2 separate regions of the Anas platyrhynchos genome follow, and region 2 is linked to region 1. The links are chromatin contacts, called in public Hi-C maps. All regions are on one chromosome and are shown on one strand. The core of a region is the stretch at or near the end of the contact, and the rest is flanking DNA. Distances in the headings are between cores, read along the strand shown. Region 1 overlaps SCRIB (scribble planar cell polarity protein). Region 2 holds the start of PUF60 (poly(U) binding splicing factor 60).

Evidence for each region. A called contact is a pair of places that touch in the nucleus more often than the background predicts.
Region 2: a Hi-C map of subcutaneous adipose tissue shows a contact between it and region 1, with 2.0 times the contacts expected there. The contact joins the promoter of PUF60 here to the enhancer-like site in region 1. A contact is called at or near these places in 2 of 8 Hi-C or Micro-C datasets (liver and subcutaneous adipose tissue).

The regions. Positions count from the first base shown.
Region 1 is chr2:195,818-199,865 of IASCAAS_PekinDuck_T2T, forward strand. It overlaps SCRIB (scribble planar cell polarity protein), which reads right to left. Exons shown (of 40, transcript XM_072034137.1): 6 at 2,514-2,577; 7 at 1,169-1,243; 8 at 936-1,080; 9 at 465-583. Among named protein-coding and RNA genes, the nearest start is that of SCRIB, 30 kb to the right of the region's middle. Within about 2 kb of position 2,199, at least 1 of the 8 cell types and tissues checked has an H3K27ac peak or open chromatin away from gene starts, as enhancers often do. A contact at or near this core is called in subcutaneous adipose tissue, where this site is marked.
Region 2 is chr2:259,902-263,949 of IASCAAS_PekinDuck_T2T, forward strand. It overlaps PUF60 (poly(U) binding splicing factor 60), which reads right to left and starts at 2,282. Exons shown (of 10, transcript XM_027452858.3): 1 at 2,125-2,282. The coding sequence starts at 2,151.

The DNA.
Region 1 (4,048 bases), core at 949-3,448:
TTTTCCTGCAGGTTCACAGGCTGTTACATGTCAACTATTTATCTCAGCACAGCACACACCACTAGTCAAGATATTTCTCCTGGTCAGCTGTCCATTTCCAATATTGGTGTATTAATAAATTGTGAGCAGTTTGGATAAGGGAGATTTTAAGCTACACTACACCATGGCCCCTTGCCAAGTATAGCTTTTCTTGTAGTCCTTCTCCCATGAGACTGGATGCGTTTCTGCATTGATCCATCCTGGTTATCCTTGAGAATTTTTCTGCGAAAAAAATACCAAGAAAGCAGCTTCCACCAGGGTCTTCAAGGGTCTCTGAGCTAGGTGAACCTCTGCTGCAAAGAAGCTAAGAGGACAGCAGCTGAAACACACTAAAGAACCTGCCTCAGAGGTGAGAAGATAGGATAAGATCCCTGGCATGTAGCTACTGAACAGCACAGGAGAGGATTGACTGCTGGTGTACTTACTGTCAACATGTTCTCTGTCAAGATGAGTTCCGACAGATTTTCACAGTCCCCAATTGACTCTGTCACCTCCGTCAGCCGATTCTGGTCCACCTTGAGGATGGAGAGCTGCTTCAGCTGACCTGGCCAGGGCAACAAGCTAGGTGTGAACTAAGCCACAGAGATAACGATGCTGTCCCATGTTTGCCTGCCTGAAATGCCTCCCATCAGGGATTACCTAACCTAACAATACAGGCACTACCCTTCTTCCCAACCATGCTTGTTCACAGCTTTCATCTATACTGATCAAGAACCTGAACGTGTCCTGTAGAGTTCTGCTCACCAGCATCATCTGCTGCTTCTGCACTCACCTACAGAAACTACGTCCATCAAGCCTTAATACTTCGTTACATACTGTCTTGCCTGAAGCCTCCCCACAGGAGCACTTCTGGGGCAGTTCAAGTCCTGCTCTGCTCCCCATCACACAGTACTCACCAATCCCATCTGGAATGCATTCCAGCAGGTTCTGTGACAGAAGCAAGTCTGTCAGTGCTACTAGCCCGCTGACCTCATTGGGCAACTGCTCTAGTTTGTTCTCTGACACATCCAGACAGACCAAACGGCGGAGATTACCCAGCTCCTAGGATCAGAAAGGAGACACTGTGGTTCAAGGGAGCAGTACAGGGAGGGAACAAAGCAGTGAAGCAAAGGACTGAACAAGTACTCACTGGAGGCAGCGCTGAGAGTTGGTTCCGGTCTAACCAAAGCTCACGCAAGTTTGGTAGCGCTCCCAGAGTATCTGGCTGTAACAGAGCAGGACAGTAGCAGTGTCAGTCCTTTCTAGGGGGGAAACTGCTCTAGGATATTCCAAATCACACTGAAACTCCACAAAACTTGATACTGTTACTGCTTTCACACCTCCTAAAACCATTCATCAAACAGTTTATGAAACTAGTGTGTTGGTGTGCCACAACGCTGCAGCAAATGTTTGGAAGTGTCTGGGCTAGCCTACTGGCTGCGGAAGCTCCCAACAGAAAACATGGAAGACAACAGCAAGGACTGTCCAGTAGCAAGCAAGACAAGAACCAAACAGGGTTTTGGAAATGCTGGCCCCACAGTAGAAATGTGTCTTTCTCCCCCTCCTCCCAGACATGAGTAAAAGCTTTTGGTTAACGCTGGCAATCCCAACATGATATAGCAGCGCTATCAGCAATGGTAGACGTGTTCATAGCATTGCTCCTTTTGTTACCCATAAACACAACACACACTGATGAGGGTTTGATTTAGGAGTTAAAGCACCATTCAAGTGCAGTTCAAGTGTCAGCCAACTGTTTTCACAAGCAGGCTGCAGCTTTGTGCACAGGAAGCTGCAAAATCTCTTTTGTCTCCCATTTTAGTTGGCTTTCTGCCAAAAAGCATTTCAGAACATTAAGAACGGGATTCAGTAACAGCTTGATCCACAACTGCAAAGTTAAAGAACATCACTGGATTTCCCCCAATGTCAAGATGAGCTGTAATTCAAGATTATGCACTGGCTCTCAGCATGCTTAGGCTTAGAGCCCTCCATGGAGGCACCCCGATCCACAGGGTACACACCATATGCTGGGCTGACATAACTGTCAGGAACAGCATGGAATGGTCCTGTACTTTCTAGAGGAGAAATTAAATTATGAAGGGAAAGGCAGAAAGGCAGCCCAGCAGAAGTAAAAAACAACAGCTGGTGGCAGTGTAACACAGCAGAGAAAGAAAGTACCAGACAGAGAACCTCATTGGAAAGGAAAGATCCTTAGGCAGCTAGATAGCAACAAAGAACGTCTCAGAGCAAAAGGGCTTGGAAAAAGCAGAGCAAGATGTGTATGAGGATAGTAGAAAGTGAGACAGGGCCAACACACAAAGAAAACATTATACTGGGAACAATGACTAGGCCATCCTGGGCAGATCAGAATCTTCCCAAACAACCCGAGGGTCTATTTCTTTGCATTTCAGACAAAAAAAAAAAAACACACTTCCACAAAGGTACAGGTGCTACCCCTACCAACCACCCATATTCCCTCCCCACCATCCCTCACCTACCAGTACTTCCAGGTCATTGCCACCAAGATCCAACTGTTCTAACTTGACAAGGAATGAGAGTGAACTGCAAGATACAGGGAACAGAAAGGGGAAAATAGAAAAAGAGAAAGAAAGAAAGAAAAAAAGAAGGAAAGAAAGAAAGGAAGGTTAGCATCAGGGACACACATCTCACAAATAACATAATTTTGACTAATTCCTAAAACTGGTGGGGCAATCCTGCCCCTTTTCACACTCTCTCTGAGCCAAGCAGTTTAGGAGAGCTGGTACCCCTCCCCCGGCCAGACCATGTGCACCAGGGAATTGGGTTCATTAGCACCATCAGTCCCAAAGTGGTCAGTTTCCACTCTGATACCAATTTGGCCTCTCCCCCTCCACTATAAAAAAAAAAATACTCTTTGAGCAAAAACATGATAGATGACAAGCCACACCTTAACGTTGATGCCAATTTTTGTTGCAAGGATGGGAACCTGAGCACAGAGTTACAAATAACAGGAATCAGCAGAGGACAATACATATTTGGGAGGCAAGGGGAGCGTAGCTGCAGGGAGAGGCAGGAATGACAAATTTAAGAGCCCCAATCTCCCCAAATGGGATGGACAAGCTGTTTAAGACAAAAGGAAAGACAACACTGGCATGATGTCTCAGAAAAGGTTAAGGTGTACAGACAAGAAGCTCACTGGGCAAGATACTGCAAGAAATCTACACAGGAACTGTACTACAAAGCCTGTCAACACTGGTGGTCCCTAGGATGTACCCCACTATCCAAACACATTATGAACTGCTGATGAAAAGTCAACACCACGACACCAGGATTCAGTTCTTCTGACATGGTCCAGGTGTCCACAAGTTTTCAGCTTTCAGTCCTACCCCATCAACTCCAACACCTACTCTCCCAAACAGGGGCTGCTGCCTCTTGCTTTATGCTAAGGCAGAATTCCCATTTAAAACCTGCCTATGTCCCCAGAATGGATGGTCTTCAGTGCTTATTTTTTTCTTTATAGGGAAATGATCTCATAAAGAAATCACTGCACTTGTTTGTAAATACAGCTATGCATCTCAACACCACCCAAACTCAGGAAGTTGGAGGCTGGAAACCTGTGAGAAAAGAAAAAAAAGAAAAAACAAAAATAGACCTGTGTTGCCTGGAGCAGGCTAGAAAAATATTGGGACTACACAGGAAGAACAAGTACTCACCTTTTGAAGTGGTAGATTTTGAGATATTATATTCACTCAAGCAAAGGTTATCAACATATTGTCAGAAGGATTCTATTGTACAGCAGTATCTCATTATGACTGTACATTTGTTCTTTGACTTCTCTGAAGGGCGGAGCAGCCGCGACTCTCCCTTAGCATCTTCAGTTTGAATTCCCAAAATAGGGAAAAGTGAGCCATGGAATTCACGTTGATATATGAGGTCTTACAACATGCTTCAAGTACAGATCTCTCTATACCATTCCACGAGAATACATCAACGTGAGCCACGCTTCCCAACTGATTGGCAAGCTGTGCCCCACCTACGTGGAATAGATGAGGAG
Region 2 (4,048 bases), core at 1,032-3,531, 64 kb after region 1:
TTACTGAATAAATTAAACCAAAATTGCATTAAATATTGATTACACCTTTATAAGAACTATGCATTTATTGCCCACTGTCCCCACAGGTGGCACACACACAGATAGTCCACTCTACGGTCCCCAGAAGGGGACAGGAGGCATTAGGTGCTGCACGCCCTCATCTCATACGCACACACTGCTCAGCCTGACTGACTGGGCATGCGGACAGTATCAAGAAGGGAAAATAAAAGTTGTTGCAGCTATGGTGTCAGGAGGAAGAGAGCCTGCCATGCCGGAAATCTGCCTGTATTGCAGTAACGCTGCGGATAACAGAACCAGGAGCAGGCAGATGTAACCCAGGAGAGCAGCGGGGTGTGTCACAACATGCTGGGCAAGAAAATGCAGTAGTACGTATCTGTCATGCATATCAATACGCATCTTTCATTGTCATCAACAGCTTTAACAGTTCTATGATTTTATTCAGAAAATTAGCTGCAAGCAAAATCTAAGTTTACCAAACTCCAGAACTGTGCTGGGCTCCTCTTTATTGAAGTTACCTTGTCCTTAATTCTCAAGGTTTTCTAGATAGCCATCAGGATTTAAATTGTCCCTGAACAACAAGAAAGCGTTGCAGCCGTCCTGATAAAAGCAATCCCTGCAGAAGCACTAAAGATACTTTAGGGCAACTTTCTGCTCATATCACAGAGCAGCCTGTCCTCTCTCCAGCACGGACAGGAGATACAGGAGAGAGTGACACTAACACTGAACATGGCAGAAAAGATACCAGTGATCACACAAAAAGCAAGTGCTGGGACATCTGAATTCTTCATTTTAAGGACCATTAGTCAGTTTTTTTTATTTTTTTTTTTATAAGCACAAGGTAAAACACACAAGGCACAAATCCTGATGAGCTAACACATGACACTGGATGTTCAGATCCAGTTTATTTCCAGTAAGATCAGAACAGAACTCACATAAAAACACACAGATTATTAAAAAAATGACTTGGAAGTGCTTTAACTCAATGTGTGAGCCTGACAAGAGCAAGTGCTCTATTTAAGATGTTTAACAGTTCTGAAGTTCAAAATAAACTTCATTCCACCAAAAATGAACCCATCATGAATAAAAGCATTCAGCACTCTGGCAAGCCAGTATGCTTGTTCCTGAAAGGGGAGAGTAGAAAAGCAAGCCATTAAGAAACATCCCGCTGTCTCACACCAGTAGTCCCTCTGGCCCCCTTAACAGCAGATGATATCTGCAGGGAGCGTGAGAGCCTGGCCACCTGCTTTGTAGTTTCCCAGCATCCACAATCATTGTACTACAGGTCTCCTTCCCTAGCAGCCTCACACCTAAGAGGTTACCTATTTTCATTTTGCACGATTCCATATGCTACTCTGTATTTCACTAAGAATAAAAAGGACTAGAATGAGGAATGCTGAATAACGCCCTACTGAACTACTTAATTTCTACGATTTATGACTAACTCACACAGAAAACAAGTCAGTCTCTGAAAGGAGACTATTCTGGTGTCTTACAACATTCGTGGCCACTTCAGCAGAAGTCTAAAGAACCACCTGAAAACACAATGAACTCTCAGGAAAGTCGATAACGTTGGGCTCATTTCATGAATAGGTAAAATAAACAACAGCAAATATAAAAATAACCAACAGGTACTGGACATCACTTCCCTTTAGTCAAGGGAAGTAACCCACAGCTCACATTTTAACCTCGGCGCTGAACACTGCAGAAGAGAAATTCCCAATCAAAGTCTCCTAATAAGCCCCACCACCTACCTGGACCTGCTCAAACACGCAGGGTCGTGAAACCATCACACGAACCGGCCCGCGCGCACCTCAGCACGGGGAAAGCCCAGATCCCATCCCAAACCCCGCCACAGCCCGGGCGCCGCTCGCCCTGCCCAGCACGCGGCGCGGCGGGCCCGTGAGAAGCCCGTGAGGAAGGCGGCCTCGGGGAGCGGGAGGCCGCCCGCAAGGAGGCCCGGCGGCACCGAGCGCACCCGGCCCGCCCCCGCCGGCCCGGGAGAGCCGCGGGCGCACCCGGCGGAGGCCGGCACGGTCGGCGCCCCCCCGAGGGCTCGGTGCCGGGCAAATGCCGCCCGCCCCGCAGCGCGGCGCCGCCACTCACCAGGGAGATGGTGGTCGTGGCCGCCATCTTGTCCACCCCGTCGGCAGGGAGCGCGGCGCTCTCGCGACAGCTTCAGGGCGCGCGCGGAGCGGCGAGCTCTCGCGAGCGCTCTGAGGCAAGCGGCGGGAGGAGGTCTCGCGAGACTTCCGGGGAGCGGCGTGACGGGGGGCGGGGCTGGCGGCGGGGCCGGGTCCCGTCACGGCCCCGGGCCTCGCCCCCCCCCTCGCTTCGTGCCGCGTCCCGGGCCCGGCGGGGAGGCCCTGGCGCACCAGGGGTGCTCCTCCTTGGTGCCTCCGGCAGCGGGACTGGTGCTGCTCGGGACACCGCGCGGAGGCGCCGGGAGCCGAGCCCCGCCCGTCCCCAGGGGGCCCTCGGTGTCCCGAACCCCCGGCGGTGGGGGCCCCGTGTCGCGATCCGAGCCCAGCCCTGCCCCGCTCCGCGCTGCTTCCGTGGTTCCCGGCTCTGCCGTGCGGATTGAAATACACGGGAAAGGCCGGGAGCAGGGCAGGTGGTGCTGTCACGGCTGTTCTCCAAAGGAAGGCCTGCAGCAAGGGACAGGCGTGTTGTTAGCGCTGCGCTTCGTTATTTAACGGGGCATGAGAATGACCCGGCCTGCTGGCCGTGCTACGAACCAGGCAGAAGGTTATGGAAAAAGCTCTGAGAAGTTTGCAGGTTCTGGAAATCTGACTGATAAAAGATTTAGAAAGCTAAAAGCAGGAAAGCTCACCAAAAGCCATTGAGGGATAACTTAATATCTAAGTACTCTTATGATGATAAATCTTGCACTGCAAAAGTTCCTTTATCTAGCAGATAAAGGTACAATGTCTGAATTTGGACATAAAAACGTGAAACATATTTCTAATCTGAATTTAAGTGACTGACGTTAACCACTGGAAAACATTAATTATTGAGACACAGTGGATTCCTACATTATGCAATTTTTAAAGACTAGATACTGTACTAAAAGACGTGCAGTTTCACATCTATAACATACGGGGCTGATGAGACTTGCCCAGCTGTGTCTGAGGACACATCTCCTTTCTTGTCTGACTTGCAAATGTGAGGGCAGGATTTCCATTCTTGTGCTGGTGCCAGTTTTGCTAAGAAGGCCATGCCCATCGTGCTGAACACCAAGCTGACTGTGAGCCAGCAATCACAGAATCACACAATCATTAAGGTTGGAAAAGCCCTCCAGGATCGTCTGGTCCAACCACCCCCCTACCACCAATGTCACCCACTAAACCATGTCCCCAAGCACCACGTCCAACCTCTCCTTGAACACCCCCAGGGACGGTGACTCCACCACCTCCCTGGGCAACCCGTCCCAGTGCCTGACTGCTCTTTCTGAGAAGAAATGTCTCCTCATTTCCCACCTGAACCTCCCCTGCCACAGCTTGAGGCCATTCCCTCTAGGCCTATTGGCAGTTATCTGTGAGAAAAGGCAGACGCACACCTCTCAGGTAGGTGCAGAGAGCAATAAGGTCTCCCCTGAGCCTCCTCTTCTCCAGGCTAAACAACCCCAGTTCCCTCAGCCGTTCCTCAAAGGACTCGTGTTCTAGAATGTGCTCTTGCAATGTGCTCTTACAGCAGAGAAGCCCAATGGTATCCTGGGCTGCACCAGGGAAAGCCTTGCCAGCTGGCTGAGGGAAGATCCTTCCTCTGCTCCATGCTGGTGAGGCCACATCTGGAGCGCTGAACCCCCTGCTGGGCTCCCAGTGACAAGACAGAGATGGACTTACTGGAGTGAGTCTGGTGCAGAGTCACCAAGATGGGGAAGGGACTGAAGCATCTGTTGTAGGAGAGGTGGAGAGTGGGGGCTGCTCAGCCTGGAGAGGCTTGCAGAGGCTCAAAGTGTACAAATGCCTGATTAGAGGCTGAAGAAGCTGGAGCCATGCCCTCCTCAGGAGATCCCAGTGTCAGGACA